Regions from separate parts of the Mus musculus genome. Here all the other regions are linked to region 2. Evidence: chromatin contacts called from public HiChIP or PLAC-seq data. All regions are on one chromosome and are shown on one strand. Each heading gives the region's core, a stretch centred on a gene start, on an enhancer-like site or on the middle of the called end of the contact. The rest is flanking DNA. Distances are from core to core; before and after follow the strand shown.

Region 1 (2,700 bases), core at 68-2,567, 1.1 Mb after region 2:
CAACTTCTGTTTAAAAATGAATTATTTAAATGGCAAACCCTGGTGAAAATAAATGCTGTTTTGTAAATCTTTGTTGTTCATGTTCTAGACTACAGTGACTTCCTTTCAGAAGTCCTCTAACTTGCCATGTTTCTTTAATGTGTACCTCCGAAGTGAAATCAGGTGTAATACTCAGCAAAGCAGTCAAGTTTACTATCTGAAAGAAAGCTGCTTCCCAGGACCCTCACTACAAAAGCATGGAATTTCTATTTCTCAGGATCTTCCTCTACAAGCTGGAATAGTAACTTAAGGTTAACTAATAAGAAAGGTAGGCAAAGAGACCTTCCGCAAGGCAGCAGCACACTCGTTTCTTTAGGTACGGACGTACACTGGAGGTTGGAGAAGTGAAATTCGGAATTACAACTTCAAACCAATGAAGAATGCCTAATTTAACTATCTTTAATTGCTTCCGAACGAAAGCCTATCTCGAAACACCGAAACAGCTGTTACTTGCCTATAGCCTAGGGCACCGAATTGCACGCCTAAAGTTAATGACACGTTTGCCCGTAGATCTCCGAGATCTCGTCTACGATACCCACGGCGGTCCCGTATCAGGAGCTGAGCCGTCATCCCCTGGATGGGTCAACAGCTGACAAACGGGACACACACACACCACCTGCCTCGGCGTCTGCGCCCGCCCCGGCCCCTCTCTAGGCCCGGCTTTTAATTTACGGCGAGAGTGACCACGGTGCTGGCAGGGTCGCTGCTGTCCACGACAGCCTGGACGAGACAACGAAGGGCGCGGCCGATCACCGAAGCTCCCTGGCCGCGGGCGCGGACGCCGGCGGCACTCGGCAGGAACGCCCCCGGGCAGCGGAGCGGCTCCGCGGCCAGCTGCTCCGCAGAGCCGCGACGAGTACAGGCCAGTGCCAGGCCTGGGAGCCCCCTCAGCCGCGCCCAGGTCCCCGTCCGCCCGTAACCGCCGAAGGAAACGGCCCCGGCAGGGTTTTAGCGTCTTACCTAGTGGTACGGTCCCAGCCGACCGCCATGTTTCACAGAAGCCCGGGTCGCCCGAGCCCGGCGCACACGAAGATCTCGCGAGAACAAGAGCAACTCTCACGGCTGACCATGTCCGAAGGGAGCGCAAATGGAGAACTCGCGATACTTTCCGCGTTGACGGTATGTGATCTAATCAAGCGGCGCGGTCAACCTGAAAGGGGCGTGGCTACGTGGAAACTAAGTGAAAATAGGAGGCCGGTCCCTTTCCAGGAAGGGGAAGTTACCTTCCGCCTGACCCCGAGACAAACCGACTGGAACGGCGCTCCGCACTACAGACCGGAAGTGATCACCAGCCACCTTAAGGCGCCGGCCACACTGCAGCTCAGGTGGTTGAGAGGCCTCCGGCTTTGCGTCTTCATTTATTCCGGTCTACAACACCTAAACCTCCCTTGTCGGGCGTGGAGAACGGTTTCGATTATTCGGTCAGTGTGCTTAAGGATTCCCTAAAAGTAAGCTACGCAAGAAAGCCCGACAGTGTGTGCTCATGGCCCTTCACAGCACAGGACGGAATAGAGGGGCTTTGGAAAAAAAGTTGGCTCCGAAATGCTGGAGAGGAACCCACTCAAGCTCCCGTCCTACCCATTTGCTACCAAATTTTACAGGCACGCGTTGTGGTTTAAAAACAGTTTTAAGGAAAGCGTACTTATGACGAATGTCTACACAGAAAGCACTGTTTTCTCTAATCTTCACAATACTATTGCCAAGAAATACCACTATTTACTTGGTTAGTAGGTAAGGGTTTGAGTTTTAAGAGGGAGGTAAAGAGTAGTTAAGAGCTGTCAAAGAGAAACAGGCTGGGAGATCTTGACTACAGATTGACTGTGTGTATACTCCTTTACTGAAAAGAGACCCTCATCCTTCAAACCAAGGACAAATGCATGCACTCTGGTGGCAATTTAATCTCCAGACTTTCAAGACTACTCCAATTAATCATAAATTCCTATTTGACTTAAGGTTCGTGGATAATAAACACAGCCTCAAGCCAAGATTACCTAAATTAAATATCCAATCTAACTTGTTAATATCGTGACTTTGAGCATATTGCATTTCTTTGTATCTCTATCCCCTCATCTGTCAAATGGGCATAATAATGTGTTGATACATGTCTAAAATGCAAACTTACCTCACTTGTAATCTATCGGCAGCTCCTCCCTGTCGTCTCCATACCCAGGTCTACAGTGTATAGGCTGTAGCTTGGATAAAGGCAGGACTGTTGTTCATTTAGTTACACCTGATCCTTTGTCTCCAGGGCACGTTTCCTTTAGAGTAATAACGATCCCCCTGAGAGTTGGGTTTCACAACATAGCAAAACTAAATAATTTGACCCTGCTATTTTTAGAAAAACAATTTTAAAAGCTAACAAGCATAAAAGTTAATTTTTCCCGAAGAGTGAAACTTCTTAACCAATGAATCAATCATTTAGCTTCTCTGGTTTTCTTTAATGCTTCTCTTTCTTTGCTTCGTTTTGTTGTTTTGTCTGGTGCTTGGCATCAGATTTGGAGCCTGATACAAGTGAAGCTGTACCACTGAACTACATTGCCAGGAAGACCTGCCTGACTTTATAGGTTAATTTTCATATTATTGGTGGCATAATATATGGGAAACAGTCTGCTTTTTAGAGACTCCATCCCATTATGTTTCATTTATTGAAGAGAGGTTTAG
Region 2 (2,700 bases), core at 156-2,655:
TCCATTTAGCAAAGCAACAGCAGTGAGCCCCTTAGGGCTGTGACCCTGAGCACCAATTGTCAGTGTTTAATGATCAATGACAGCTTCATCCACTCAATGATGACATTAAACAACGTGTTCATGAAGCCTTGATACTACTATAGCTTAAATACTTTGTAACAAAGAAGTTTATATGTATTTGTCTTTATGCCCAGCTTTTTAGAACACTGTGTGGTTTACTGAAGTTATTGGATCTTTTAAGATGCCCCATCGTATGGCCAGGGGTTAAAATCTTGCAGGAGCGGTGCCCAGTATTGTCAGGTACCACTTCAGATTGCAGTCCAGCTGACCTCACTGTGGTAATGTGACCAGGGTTGAATTGCCTCTCTAATGAGAATCATTCTCAAAGGTTGGCTTTCTGGTTTGTTTTAAAAGGCAAGAGAATACCAGTTGGTCTGGAAACAAAAGCTTCCATTGGTAAAGATTCTAAAGAGCCAGAGACTAAGAGCCTGTTCTTCTGGTGACTCACTGAATCCTGCCTTGCTGATGGAGGCGCAGACAGATCCAGGTCCAGCCTTTTTTAAGTCAGCCCTCCCAGAAGCCCCCAGCCTGATGTCTAATGGTAGCTGTGGCATTTTGCCTTGCTGTAGAATCTACTAAATCCTTGGCCCCTCACCTGAAACCCTCCTCATACCCCAAACACTGAGAGTGACAGATGGGGAACGGAAGCCTGCCAGGAATGATTGCAGGCCTGTCAATCACGGGGCTGTGTTCCAAGTTTCTCAGAGTATCCAAGAAAGTAAGGCATAGCAAGCCTCAGGTCCATGTGTTGTGTCTCTTTCCCATGGGAAGGCCGGATCCTGCTAGAATGTTTTCTGTACTTCATAGTTCCTTACCTTTGTGTGTATTCTGCAGAATATAATGGCCGACAGCCCTCTCTCTGTGAAGCAGCCGACGGACACAGTAATGCTGGGGAATGCAAGGCAGGGCACCATGGGTACCAGGGCAGACACTATCGCTTCATTACAGCCTTTGGGATCCAGCCTTCTAACCAAGCGTCCCGCCAGGGAACATAGGAAAATGTTCTTTCCTAACAGCTATGATGGGATGGTGGTGGTGGGGTAGATAGGGATGAGAGCGGGCAAGTGCTACCCAGAGGGGACAGCTCTGACGCATCTTCATCTCCGCATCCCCATCTCCGCATCCTCTCCACCCACCTGCCCTTTTTGCTGCTCAGAGACTCTGCTGTCTTGGTGCTGGGGTTTGAACCATGCCACTGCCTGCCTTCCTATCTGTCTGTCTTGTCCATGGAGTTAATAACTCTTCTAATAAATTGCTTAGCCCTAGTAATCCGTTAGTCCACTCTGGAACCACCCCGCGGATCTAAAACCTCGCAGTACTGACTGGCCCAGGAAAACTCACACAGGGACTGTGGGGCTGCGGGAAACACCAGAAGATCAAGTACGGTGACTTGTGCGTAGGGGGCGAGCACCGCGAACCGACGCGTTTGTTTGTTTCCTAACAACACCGTGCTGGAGAAATGCACAGTGGTTAAGAGTGCACACTCCTGCTGCGGAGGACAGGAGCTCCGTTTCCGCGTAGGGCAGCTCACAACCGCCCTTACCTCAGGCTGCAGGGTGATCTGCCGCCTTTGGCTTCCTGGCACCTGCATTGTAGCGGAGGAACCCACATAGACACATGGATTAAAGATCAGAGAGGCCGTTTACTCGGAGGGCGTGTGACGCACCGGCGGGGCTGAGCCCGGGGCCCGCGGCCCGCGGCGGCGGAAGGAAGGAAGCGAGAGCGCAGGCCGGGCTCGGCGGAGGCTGTGCGCCCGGGGGAGGAGCCTGAGCGGCCGAGCGGCGGGGCGCAGCGGCCCAGCCATGTCGGCCGAGGAGATGGTGCAGATCCGCCTGGAAGACCGCTGCTACCCGGTGAGCAAGAGCAAGCTGATCGAACAGAGCGACTACTTCCGCGCGCTCTACCGCTCCGGCATGCGCGAGGCCGTGCGGCCCGAGGTGGGCCCGGAGGTGCAGCAGCTGCGCGGCCTGAGCGCTCCGGGCCTGCGGCTGGTGCTGGACTTCATCAACGCGGGCGGCGCGCGCGAGGGCTGGGGCCTGAGCGAGGACGAGCTGGCCGAGGCTAGTGTGCTGTCCGAGATGGTGGAGGCCGCGTCCTTTCTGCAGGTCACGGCGCTTCTGCGCTTGCTGCTGTCGCACGTGCGTCTGGGCAACTGCCTGGAGCTGTACCGCCTGGCGCAGGTGTACGGACTGCCCGACCTGCAGGACGCCTGCCTGCGCTTCATGGTGCTGCGCTTCCACCAGGTGCTGTGTCAGCCGCAATTCCCGCTACTGTTGTCGCCGCCGCAGGCCCCCGGGGACTGCAGCCTGAAGCAGAGGCTGAGGGAGGCCCGCATGCGCGGGACCCCGGTCCTGGTGGCCCTGGGGGACTTCCTCGGGGGACCCCTTGCCCCGCACCCGTATCAGGGGGAACCCCCGTCCATGCTTAGGTACGAGGAGACCACGGAGCGCTGGTTCCCCCTGGCCAACAACCTGCCCCCCGACCTGGTGAACGTCAGGGGCTACGGCTCAGCCATTTTGGACAACTACCTCTTCATCGTGGGTGGTTACAGGATCACCAGCCAGGAGATCTCTGCCGCACACTCCTACAATCCCATCACCAACGAGTGGCTGCAGGTGGCCTCCATGAACCAGAAGCGGT
Region 3 (2,700 bases), core at 93-2,592, 1.1 Mb after region 2:
TTGTTAGACTTGACAGAAAGCACCTTTACCCATCGAACCATCTATTACTGGCCCCAAAATAATCCTCTTATGGCTTTTTATAAGGCCAGTCACTGTAGGATCTGACATTGTGAAGTTGGGAGCCAGAATTAAAATCTTGGCTTCACTAATTTAGCCATGAGTCATAAAATATACTTTCTTTCTAAATTCTAACTCTTCTATAAAAATGGGATAGAAAACATATGTATTTGACATAAAAGAGCATAGAATATAATAATCACTGTTGTGACTAAGTTCTGAGTTTTTCTTTACATGTTTTGTGTTTTATGTACAAAAGTCCTCTACCTAAGAATAACATTTTTGTTGTTTTTCTAAAAATGAATACTCCTTGGATAGTGACACACTATACAACTACTGTTCCTAGACTATTTAAATCTACTTCTCAAACAAGATATTTCCCATGAAATTCTCTCAATAGTTGATGGGAACTTGAACAAAGAATAAGGCCAAATTCCCAGAGCATCACAATTTGTAACAGAATTGACTATACTCCAGTACTAAGCTGAAGTTTTTCTACTAAGACCTGAGGTCCTATTTTTAGTTTTACAAATTTTAAGAACATGTAATAAAAAGAAATTAGCTTTCTAAAGGTCTGACTCAAAATCAAAACCAAACAAAAACAGTAATCCTTTCAAGCCAGTAACTAGCTTAGTTTTGCAATGTCTGATGAGAGAGAGGTGGGTGCTTGGGAGGATGTAAATAAATGTCTGATAGACACTGTTAGGTTCATTCTCTCTCAGTTATTTAACAGAATTAAAGGGAAAAGTGTGGAGAAGAAATAAGTATTCTAACTTCCACAGAAACTTATAAACCCTTCTAGTATCGACCACAAGTGTATTTTAGCGAGAGTGGGCACTTTGTTAGATTCGTTGCTGGGACTTACAGGAAGGAGGTATAAGGTACTTTATCAAAGATAAACATGAAACTTGATAGTAGAAATTGTTATTATTGTAAACTAGCCAAAAGAGGGAAGTGATCTGGAAGCTCAAAAAAGAATTCTGAGAACTTGGAGGAAAGGAGATACATTTTTTGTTTTGTTCTCTAGACAGTTTTACTGGACTTGACTTCACTGAGTAGTCCAGGCTGGTCTTCCTGCCTTGGCCTCCTGGGAGCTGGTGTCACTGCCAGGAGTCCACCAGCACTTGTACTTAATGATACTCAGCCACCCTGCACTGTGCAAGAAGAGTTAGCAGGCAGGATGCAGGGCACCAGCTCCTAACTGGTCTTTCCCTCAGAATGCTGAAGCTCATGAACCGGCTGCTAAAAACCATTTCCATGCTGGAGTATTTCATCAACCACAGTTGGGAATGGAGCACAAACAACACGGAGATGCTTCTGTCAGAGCTCAGTCCTGAAGACCAGAGAGTGAGTATGGCTCTGACTCCAGAGCACAATGGGAACTCAGAATTATGTGACCAGATGATAGGGGAGTGCTAGCTATATAGACAGGATTTTTCTCCTCCTAAGAAAACCACACAATAATGTCAGCACTCACAGGAAACAAGCTCAGTACAGCTAAGAGACCTTGTCTGTGAACTGTGATTGGACCTTCATTGCTGTGTGGCCTGCTTGGTAACAGTGGCAGGGAGGTGGGGACAGCTGGGTGCCTGAGGCTCACTGGCCAGCAACTCTGGCCATATTGACATATTAATAAGCTCCATGAGCTCCAGGTAACCACAATGGACAAGGTGACTGCCTGGCAGTGCAATGCTGGCAGTCTATATCTCTTGCTTTGCAGGTATTCAACTTTGATGTGCGTCAGTTGAACTGGCTCGAATACATTGAAAATTACGTTTTGGGGGTTAAGAAGTATCTACTAAAAGAGGATCTGGCCGGTATCCCCAAAGCAAAGCAACACCTAAGAAGGTAGGCACACTCACTGGTATCCATCTGTGAGGTTCTACTGCTGACTAACTTTATACTAGAACGTGTATGAATTAAATTACTCAGCATTTATGCAGCAGCTACTATGAGGCTGGATTCACATTTCTTGAGCATTACAGACCCTGCATTCCATACTATCCTATAATATACAACATTAATTTAGACCTTACTCCTGAGGTCTTTTTGTTATCCCATTAACCCAGGAAGTATTTAGGGCACAACAACAACAACAACAAAATGTTTTTCATAGAAACAAATACTAGAGCCAGGCTTGAGCCCAAGTTTGTTTGTTCTTGTGCACCTTACCACAGTATGACCTCAGGGGTACCCAAAGGGCAGACCATGCTACATACGTTGGAAAAATCACATAATTACTCTTCGATTCCTACAGCTCCTTCCTATTTTAGTCAAAATCCCTGACAAATAAGAGTATTCGGGTCATGATTCCTGCAAAAACTAACAGTCTGTAGTGCAGATGGTAAAAATGAACAGACAGACCACTAAAAGGAAGGACACTTGAAAAGCAGGTTTCAAAGTTCACTATCTATCCTCCAGCCAATAAGACAGTGATCATTCTAAAACTGTTTGTGCATGGTGTGTGGGTGTGCATGCCATAGTGCCTGTGGAGTCAAATTCATTCCTTTGACCCTTACATGGGTTCCAACTCAAGTTCCAGGCTTGCTCCAAAAGTGCACTTACCCACTTAGCAGTCTCACTGGTCAGAGAGGGTTTTCAATATTGAAAAGACCAAGAGTGGATTTTGAAAATATTACTTTC

What was found. HiChIP or PLAC-seq counts read pairs in DNA pulled down with a chosen protein or histone mark.
Region 1: a contact with region 2 is called in an H3K27ac HiChIP or PLAC-seq map of embryonic stem cells, with 5 times the contacts expected there. The contact joins the promoter of 4732416N19Rik here to the promoter of Klhl42 in region 2. A contact is called at or near these places in 10 of 39 promoter capture datasets (the 3T3-L1 cell line, the C10 cell line, HPC-7-derived erythroid cells and 5 more), 1 of 15 datasets of contacts at CTCF or cohesin (large pre-B cells), 4 of 484 Hi-C or Micro-C datasets (CD4 T cells, CD8 T cells and uterus), 17 of 115 datasets of contacts at active chromatin or transcription factors (the 230-238 cell line, astrocytes, differentiating embryonic stem cells and 9 more) and 4 of 9 other capture datasets (adipose tissue, embryonic stem cells, liver and 1 more).
Region 3: an H3K4me3 HiChIP or PLAC-seq map of the 230-238 cell line shows a contact between it and region 2, with 6 times the contacts expected there. The contact joins the enhancer-like site here to the promoter of Klhl42 in region 2. A contact is called at or near these places in 6 of 39 promoter capture datasets (the 3T3-L1 cell line, 3T3-L1-derived adipocytes, the HPC-7 cell line and 2 more), 9 of 115 datasets of contacts at active chromatin or transcription factors (the 230-238 cell line, T-cell acute lymphoblastic leukemia, astrocytes and 5 more) and 2 of 9 other capture datasets (adipose tissue and embryonic stem cells).

Annotation. Positions count from the first base shown.
Region 1 is chr6:148,210,971-148,213,670 of GRCm38.p6, forward strand. It overlaps 4732416N19Rik (RIKEN cDNA 4732416N19 gene), which reads left to right and starts at 1,318. Exons shown (of 2, transcript NR_015615.1): 1 at 1,318-1,460. Ergic2 (ERGIC and golgi 2) reads right to left here and starts at 1,404. Exons shown (of 14, transcript NM_026168.4): 1 at 1,000-1,404.
Region 2 is chr6:147,089,670-147,092,369 of GRCm38.p6, forward strand. Klhl42 (kelch-like 42) reads left to right here and starts at 1,406. Exons shown (of 3, transcript NM_001081237.1): 1 at 1,406-2,698. The coding sequence starts at 1,863.
Region 3 is chr6:148,172,124-148,174,823 of GRCm38.p6, forward strand. It overlaps Far2 (fatty acyl CoA reductase 2), which reads left to right. Exons shown (of 12, transcript NM_001347516.1): 10 at 1,275-1,404; 11 at 1,778-1,905. Among named protein-coding and RNA genes, the nearest start is that of 4732416N19Rik, 39 kb to the right of the region's middle. Within about 2 kb of position 1,343, at least 3 of the 459 cell types and tissues checked have an H3K27ac peak or open chromatin away from gene starts, as enhancers often do. A contact at or near this core is called in the 230-238 cell line, where this site is marked.